Regions from separate parts of the Sus scrofa genome. Here region 1 is linked to region 2. The links are chromatin contacts, called in public HiChIP or PLAC-seq maps. All regions are on one chromosome and are shown on one strand. Each heading gives the region's core, a stretch centred on a gene start, on an enhancer-like site or on the middle of the called end of the contact. The rest is flanking DNA. Distances are from core to core; before and after follow the strand shown. Region 1 holds the start of EIF4G2 (eukaryotic translation initiation factor 4 gamma 2). Region 2 has its middle 26 kb from the start of ZBED5.

What was found. HiChIP or PLAC-seq counts read pairs in DNA pulled down with a chosen protein or histone mark.
Region 1: an H3K27ac HiChIP or PLAC-seq map of skeletal muscle shows a contact between it and region 2. The contact joins the promoter of EIF4G2 here to the enhancer-like site in region 2. A contact is called at or near these places in 1 of 5 promoter capture datasets (fetal liver), 3 of 47 Hi-C or Micro-C datasets (embryonic fibroblasts, fetal skeletal muscle and psoas muscle) and 2 of 2 datasets of contacts at active chromatin or transcription factors (alveolar macrophages and skeletal muscle).

Annotation. Positions count from the first base shown.
Region 1 is chr2:48,664,548-48,668,925 of Sscrofa11.1, forward strand. EIF4G2 (eukaryotic translation initiation factor 4 gamma 2) reads left to right here and starts at 2,043. Exons shown (of 22, transcript XM_021083319.1): 1 at 2,043-2,189; 2 at 3,544-3,668; 3 at 3,993-4,058. The coding sequence starts at 2,043.
Region 2 is chr2:48,595,757-48,600,167 of Sscrofa11.1, forward strand. No RefSeq gene overlaps it. Among named protein-coding and RNA genes, the nearest start is that of ZBED5, 26 kb to the right of the region's middle. Within about 2 kb of position 1,750, at least 58 of the 83 cell types and tissues checked have an H3K27ac peak or open chromatin away from gene starts, as enhancers often do. A contact at or near this core is called in alveolar macrophages, embryonic fibroblasts, fetal liver and 2 more, where this site is marked.

The DNA.
Region 1 (4,378 bases), core at 793-3,292, 69 kb after region 2:
TTTCTATAAACTAAAAATTAAATTCCAGACGACTTGGATTTTCATACATTCATGATGTGATGGAAATATTTCAAAATGTGAATATCTATGTCTCCTACCGAATGAAAGGTAATGGAAAGATTGTTTTATCTATATTTCACTTTACAACTCCTATCCCATTTTCTCACTTACACTCATACCTGCAAAGCCCATAGCAGAGGGGTTCACAATTAGCAAAGATTAAATAAAAGAATACGTAAAACCTCTTATTTTTTAATTACTGAGTTTTAAGTCCCTCAATTAAAAGACCACCCAGGTTTTAGAGCTGGATATTCTCTTTGAAGTCGAAACTAGAATAGTGTTTTTTAAAACACTGAAATTACAAAGTAAAACTTCTTGTATTTGAAACACAATGTTCACCTTTCCCAAAAATATAGTTTCCCTTTTTTACCTCACAGGTAACTAACTCCAAGGATGGGAATAACTTTTCCAGCTGTTAAAGTTCAAATGAAATTGGCTTGATAACAATAATTGTAACAAAATATAATAATGAGGGGGAATGATCAACCTAATATATGGCAAAGATCTAAAGATGCTAGAACTGTGTTAGATACCTTCAGGGCCTCACCACACCCTTCCACGATCAGCTGCAAACGTCCTAGGAAAAACCGGCACCTCTCTTGAAAATTGTATTAAGGAGTAGGTGCTTTTAGCCTCAAGAGCTGTTTTGACATGTCAAATATAAGTTTGACTCTATAAAAATCCTGCCTCTTTATTGGACATTTTCTTTAAAAGTCGTTCAGGTAAAACGCGCGCGCGCGCACACACTTTCTTGCTTCTGATCACACATTGTATCAAGAACTTCGTTTTGTGTTCAAAACGAAGCTGGGGACAGAGCTGCTGTTTAAGTATATAGAGACATGACTCCATTTTTGTATAGCTAAAATGTCGCAAACGATGGAATACTTCATCTTACTGGACCTCTCCCTTAAAATACTACCTGAGAAGTATAAATAGTTCAACTTGACGGCTTTGAAAAGCCGAATCCTATTTGTAGGATAGACCTTATATAAAATGGAAATATAAAGCTGTCAGTCTTCAACGTGCTTAAAAAATAAACAAATCAGGAGCTAGCAATTAAAATCCTCCAGACGCCCGCGCTCCGCAAACACTTCTTCCAAAGAATTCTGGCATATTCTGGGTATTCCCGTACCACCGCTGGCCGGATATTCCCTTGGGGAAAGCTGCTTGTCTAGTGAGGTACAAAGACAATAAAACCCTTCCTTTCATCCCTTTCTCATTCACTCTGCAGGGGGTGGACTAAATAGGGAGCTGAAGGAAGCTTTCTTAACGCATTTGGGTGCACCGTCTGGTCTCCGGGCGTCCCCATCCAAAGGCTGCCGAAGATGAGCACCTGGAGACCAGTCATTCCGGGCGCTGCGCCCCGGGGCGCAGAGCCTCAGCCCTACAGGCCGCTCCCAGGGAGGCCCAGCCTGCCAAGGGCAATCTCTGCTCCTCGGGGGCGCCAGGAAAATCAAGACTCGCACACGCAAGGGACAGGAATCGGGTCGGGTGGAAGGACAAATTTCCTTCCCACATTCTTGGTGAGAAAACCAGGTAGAGGGACTGTCCAACTCCAGCATGGGATACGGACTCCTGGAACAAAGAGACAGGAGGAAGACCAGGCGGCCACACCAACGCAGACTCAGAGGGCTCTACCACTTTACGCAAGTGGTCCGCAACTCGTCCGCGCTCAGTTCCCCTTACGCCACTGGCTTGGCCTCAGAGCCTTCGCGAATATGGCTTTGCGCACTGCGGCGGAGTCGAGCCGCAACCGAGCTTGGCTCTGTGACTCCTCCCCACGGCCGGGTGCCGATTGGTGGCGAACATCAGCCCGGCTGTTGATTGGGTGGCGAAGGAGCCATTCGGGGCGGCTCTGGTGGGTTCGGCTGCCCTAGAGTGATAAGTTCGGCTTCAGACACGCCTCAGCGCCAGCAGCGAGTCGGAGCTCTATGGAGGTGGCGGCGAGTATCGGGTGGTGGCTGCAGCAGCGACTCCTCTGAGCTGAGCGTTTCAAGCCGGTCCCGACTCCTTCCTCCCCCTTCCCTCCCCCTTTTTTGTTTTCCGTTCCCCTTTCCCCTCCCTTCCCCGTCCCGACGACCGGATCCGAGGAGGCAGCTGCGGCGGCAGCTGCTGAGTTCTCGGTGAAGGTGAGTGGAGCCGCCGCTGGCGCTGCCGCCGCCGCCGCCGCCGCCGAGTGGAGCGCTCTAAAATGGCCGCCGTCCCTGGCCGCTTCTTCTCGAGTGGTACAAAATGGCGGACGCAGGCGGAGCCGGGTGGGGCGACCCTTTTTTAGCGTTTCCTCCGCGCTCCGGGCACCTGGAACTTCCTCGCCCTTGTCTTCTCTTCCCCTTGTTGATGGAATAGAAGGAGCCGGCGGCCCCCGACAGTCTCGGTGGCTGTCGGCGGCCGTACCCGCGGGACCGGGGCGGGCCGAAGCGCGGCTGTGTTCGGCCAGGGAGAGAGCGTGGCAGGGCCGCGCGTGCTGTGGGGAGGGTCGCGGCCCGGCGGGGAGGGCTCGGCCGTTGGCGCGGGACCAGCCGAGGCGGAGGCGTCCCGGAGCCCAGCTCCCGGCGGGGAGGTGTGTGGGGCCCCGGGGCCGGCGGGGAGAGCGGCCGGGCTGCCCGCGGTGGGGGAGCGAAGGGCCTGCCCCGGCGGCCTCTCTTGTGACGGGAGAGGAGGGAAAGCGAGGCTTTCTGAGCTTTTGTCGGCTGGGGAGGCGGCGGTGAGGCGGCTGTCAGTTCCTCGGGGATTTATGGGTGGGAGGGGGCCGCTGGAGGGAAGGAGGCCGTCTTCCTGCCTGAGAACAAAGAGCCGGGCGCTGGGCCGCGGGGGCGGCCTCCGCTCCTCCCCGAGGCTTGCCCCCGGCAGCTTCGCCGGGAGGCTGTCGGAAGCACTTCCTAACTCGGCCCGGGTGGGAGGAATCCACTGCTCTTTTGTTCCCAGGAAGGGAAAAAATTGGGTGGAGGTTCTTGCTGCCATGTTGTGGCCCTGGTCTTCCGCCTGCCTAGTGCCAGGCGCTGTGCACCCGGTGCCTCGCGTCTTCCCGCGAGCCCTCTGCGCCTAGTTCAGAGCATGGGCAGCGGTGAGAACCCAAGACTTCAGTTAAGCCCTTCATGTAGTCTGTTGCTCGTCCCGGAGGCAGTAACAACTACGTTTTCCACATAACGTGCCTCTGTATCAGAGTTAGACTTTCTATTATTGATCTCGGTGTCTAGTTGTAAAGGAGGTAGTGTGTGGCTTTTTCAAAGACTAGTTCTTAGCCATTTAGCTCTTCGTTTATTGCTGTGTAGGTTCTTCCTTGCATCTTCAAACACCGAGAACTTCCAGGTAGTAAAACAATTTTCCTGTGTTTTGAGAACCTTCTTGAGTCTTAGGAGTTCTGCAATGCAGTGTAAGTTCAGTCAACTGCAGTGTCAGGCTCTGAAATAAATTATAATGGAAGACGATTTATAGATTTGTATGTTAGTGGTGTCTAATTTTGGTACTCTTTTCTCATTCCAGGTTTTTCGTTTCTCCCATCCCTTCCCTCCCCACCCATCCATTAATATTATTCTTTTGAAGATTCTTCGTTGTCAAGCCGCCAAAGTGGAGAGTGCGATTGCAGAAGGGGGTGCTTCTCGTTTCAGGTATGTGTACATTTATTTTAGCAGTTACTGGGAAGAGACTAGTCACAAAACCAAAGGAGTAGCCACACCAAGTAATTCTGACTTGATTGTGCTGCAAGTTTAATTTATAATGTGCCATGTACATTTTTTTAGACCTTAAATTTTCCATGTGTTTATTTGCTATTTGAAGGATAAATGTAATTACTTGGCTTAATGTTGGGCCCAAGTTAAGTCTTTATATGTGGTATACTTTCTAAAAGGCAAAATAAAGAGATCCTTTATCTATTTTGAGTGAAACATATTTGGTATGTATTTTCTCTTAAAATAAGTTTTTATTTTAAATAGTGCTTCTTCGGGCGGAGGAGGAAGTAGGGGTGCACCTCAGCACTATCCCAAGACTGCTGGCAACAGGTATAGTAAACATGTAACAGAAGTGGCTTTTGTAAATAACAGGTTTAGGTTAATATTTTTAATACATAACATTGTAGTTAATGCAAATAAGACATCAGGAATCCTAATCTTAATGGACGTGGTTTCTGCTACACATCCTAAACTTTTAAAGTATCAGTTCTTGGCTATTCCTTAGCCAAATCGTCTAATATCTAATGTGAGTTGAGGCTCTCAAACTGCTGTTTTATCCTCTTACTCCTTGGATTATTTTCACCGATGTTACTTCAGAAGCTATCCATTATTCACGCTAAAGTATAGTAGTAAATCTGTATGCACGTAGC
Region 2 (4,411 bases), core at 500-2,999:
CCAAACACTTCCAGGAGTGATCTAACTTGCTGTCAATAACAACCTGGGAGGTGAAGGCAACAAGGGTTCAAACTCCAGAGATGGGGAACCTGCCTCGCCCCAAGGGACACTCACAGCTTCCTGAGGGAACTGACGCCCGGCGTTGCCTGCAAGGGAACTGAAGCTTAGGGAGGCGGGCTGACTTGCCCCAACTCCCAGTGACTAACACACAAAGCAGAGACTTGACCAAAGTCTCTTGACTCGCTTCCTGGTGCTTTCTCCGCAACCAAGTACAAATGAAAACAGAACGCGAGTGTGAAAGTTAAAAATTATTCCGGACTGTGTCAAAGAATGAAAGAAATCCGATTCTACATTAAAACCCCAAAGACAAAAGGAGATAATTAGAGGATATATTTTCAGCTTTATCCAAGCCTCCCACCCTGCCTCTGGGTAGGAAAGTGGGTAAAAACAGAATCTGGGGTGAGAAGTTATCTGACTCACCCATGATGTGGTGGGAAAGAATCTGTAAGCAAACACCCTGCATTTATTTCCAGCTCTGCATCGCCTTCTGCCAGTCTTGGCAGCCAGCCGACAAGTTTGCTTGGGGCCCTCCTTGGGAGACATGGTCAGAGCCCTATTTTAAGATGACAGAAATAGCCTAAAACCTGTGGCCCTTCAGCAAAATGTAAAAGGATATGAAATATTGCCATTTGCAGCAACAGGGCTGGACCTAGATATTATCAGAGTGAAGTAAGTCAGATAGAAAAAGACGTATAAAATTACTTATATGTGGAATCTAAAAAAGGATACAAATGAATTTCTTTACAAAACAGAAACAGACTCAGAGACAAAGAAAACAAAATTTATGGTGACCAAAGGGGAAAGAGGAGAGGGATAAATTAGGAGTTTGGGGTTCGCATGTTTGGGGTTTGCTACTATACGCAAAATAGATCAACAAGGACCTACTGCAGAAACAGGAAATTGTATTTAATATCTTGTAATAATCTGTAATGGAAAAGAATCTGAAAAATACGTGTGTGTGTGTGTGTATGTAACGGAATCGTTTTGCTCTACACTTGAAACTAGCACCAAATTGTAGACCAACGAGACTTCAATTTTAAAAAGAAAGAACTAAAATAATAATAATAAACTAGCAAAAGGACAGACACAGGCAGAGGACAGACTAAGCCATCTGGCCACCCTGGGATGCTAGGGGTTAAGCATCCAGATGTGTGTTCTGGGCCTCGCCTGACACAGCACAGCTTATCCACAGAATCATTCCCTGTGTCCTGGCCTGTTCCAGGAAGCAAGCCTGCAAAGTTGCCTGCAAGAGAAGGCACGTGGTCTGAGAGGTGAACCGGGGACATCCTGCGAGGAGCCAAGGATTTATCTGAGCAGCCAAATGTACACTGACAGACAAGCCTGTGTGTGCTGGAGTGGCTCGTTCCCCAGCTCAGATATACGACCGCTTGCGGAATTCACCCACAAGGGGAAGTGAGTTAACGACTGGGGCGTTTCGCCTTCTGCCTATGCGTCATAAAATCAACTTGTAAAAACCTGGCTCTGAGAAGACTCAGGCTCGCCCAAATGTGGTTCTGTGGGGCTCCCAAACATTTCAAAGAGGGAACACGCACAGAGGAGAAAGTTCTTCGGCTCTCTGTGCACTAGGAACGGGGCCAGTGGCCTGAGCCTGACAGCTGGTCCAGGCGTGGTCATATCTGCTGACAGCAGCCCAGAGCTCCCCGCAGCATCTGCTCCACATCTGGGGCTTGTGACTCATCAGCCCCTCTCTCCTACAGCCCTGCCTTCTCATGCAGGCCTCAGCATGCAGCCCCAGAGCACAGAGGGCCCAGCCCATCAGGATCAATCCTCATCTCCAGCCCTGCTTTCCTCTGCCCCATAGCCTCAGCCCGGTCCACCAGCTCCAGCTCCAGCTCCAGGGCAAACTGTGCCTAGACCGTCTCAGATCCAGCCTGAGCTACTTTATAGTAGCTCCCAGACTGAGCCATTCGGTCTCTTGGACACTGGTATCTGCTCTGGCCCTTTAAATTTAGCAGCCCACACTCCCACCGAGCCCAGCTGGCCCACCAGAATGAGCCACCAGCAGCACCTGTTCTAGGCCAATCCTGTTTACCCTGGACAACTATTTTTGCTCTCACCTCCCTGGGTCTCAGATTCCTGGCTCCATAGCTCAGCTCCCATAGCTGCTTCTGGCCCCTTCACCATAGTGACCCTTCGGGTTTCCCTTTTTAGACCACAGCCTCTCACATGTTTCTGACCCAACTTGCTTCTACAGTGCTGGCTTCTCTCTTGGGCTCAGGTGAGGACCCACGATTCAGCCCCAGCCTCTGCATACTTCCTCAGCTGGGAGGGCTCCCAGGAAAAGCAGAGGGTGAGGACTCGTTCCTAAGGTCCCTGCCTGCTTCTGATGCTTCAGCCTTGCTTTGCCCTCCTCCGATTCCAGAACCTGGGATGGGGGGGGGGGGGGCAGGGTGCTCCCTAATCATGCCTCTGGCTGCTGGCCCCAACTTTGGTCCTGATCCCCAGAGTCTCTCCCTCAGCTTGGGCATCTCTGGTCTGGCCCAGGTTATACCCGGCCCACCCACCCGCACCCACTCTTCACTATCTCACTGAGATCAGCGTGGGGGAGTAGGGGTCTGAGAGGAGAGGCAAATGCCGCCTCAAGCAGAGCCCAGCCCAGGCACAGAGACCAGGGAGAGCTTCACCTCTGGGATACTTTTCTGGCTATGGATTGGGGGTTATGTATAGGAGAAGTCTCACAGGACAGCAGAAGGCAAAGCCCGTGTCATCTCAGGTCCTTGTTTCCTGCTCTCTAAATTGCATGCATAGGGTAGGGAGGTGTAGTTTCAGATGACAGCCTCGACAACCTTCTGGTTGTAAGGCTCTGAAATTTGAGTGGCCCCGTATGGTTCAGACCCTTTTCCTCATCTGCTAGATCCCATGTCTGACTTTAGGGACCTGTCTGTCCCACTAGCCCCTCCACAAAAGAACAAATGACTCCACCCAGGGTTTCCCCCACTCCCAACCTCTCCATTCCCTCCACTCCAAAAGGTACAGAAACCAGGGCTAGAATGCCCTCTCTCCTCTTTCTCCTCTCCAGCCCTCATCATCCTCTTCTCTGGCAGCCCAGGGACCTGAAGACTATTTTCCCCTAAAAGGTCTATGAGCCACTTGGTTTTCATTTCCATAAGCCCCAGAGGTGGGAACTTTGCTTAAAGACCAGGCACTGGGGAGGAGGGTTGTTGAGGAGTGAGACTCTGGTGCCTGGGCCACTTACTAGTGATGTGATCTAGGCTAGTGATTTAACTTCTCTATGCCTGGTTCCCCATCTCCAAAACTGGGATACGATGTGGAGTTCCTGTCCTGGCACAGTCAAAACGAATCTGACTAGGAATGATGAGGTTGCAGGTTTGATCCCTGGCCTCGCTCAGTAGGTTAAGGATCCAGCATTGCTGTGAGCTGTGGTGTAGGTTGCAGAGAGGCTCGAATCCCGAATTGCTGTTGCTATGCTGTAGGCCAGTGGCTACGGCTCCAATTCAATCCCTAGCCTGGGAACCTCCATGTGCCGTGGGTGCAGCCCTAAAAAATAACAAAATAAAACAAAACAAAATGAAAAAACTGTGATGCTAATAGTCCTCCCTCACTGCATTATTGGGAGGAGCCTATGAATTTATTCACACAGGAATGGTGCCTCTCATGTCGTAAATGTTGATGCCACAGGCTCTCATTTACTGATTATTCACACTATGTCAGCCTTTATTCTAAATACTTACATTCAATACATTTTTCCTAACAAAGTAAAACAAGGACAGAAGGATCATTCCATAATTCCAATTTAAAATTTAAACTGTCATTAATGTTTATTATGCCCATCAACAGGAACTGAAGTTCATTATCAAAATTCATCATAATTCCTGTTACTCCAAAGGACCAGATTGTTTATTTTTTAGTACTCTCCCTACTGGCCTTGATAAGGTTTATGTATAACAAATATTCACATGGTCAAAAAAATTTGCAAAAGGTTAGAGAATTTCTCCCATCTGCACAAAAACCCAGTGGGTGAAGGTGACAAAAATGAAGCACCTAGGGGACAGAGAATCCTGATGGTGCTCCTCATATGGATACAAGCCTGTGTCATTGTATGTCATAGTACAGACAAAATTCTCTGTGTGTCTTTTGGTTTAACATTAAATCATAAACAGTTTCCATGCTATTTCTCAGGGGGTGTGGCAGGAAGAAAAAGAAAGGAATTAACATTTGCTGTTGAGTGCTAGGCATCATGCGGCTTAAAAATGAATCTTTGGGAGTTCCTGTTGTGGCACAGCAGAAACAAATCTGACTAGGAATAATGAGGTTGTAGGTTTGATCCCTGGCCTCACTCAGTGGGTTAAGGATCTGGCATTGCTGTGAG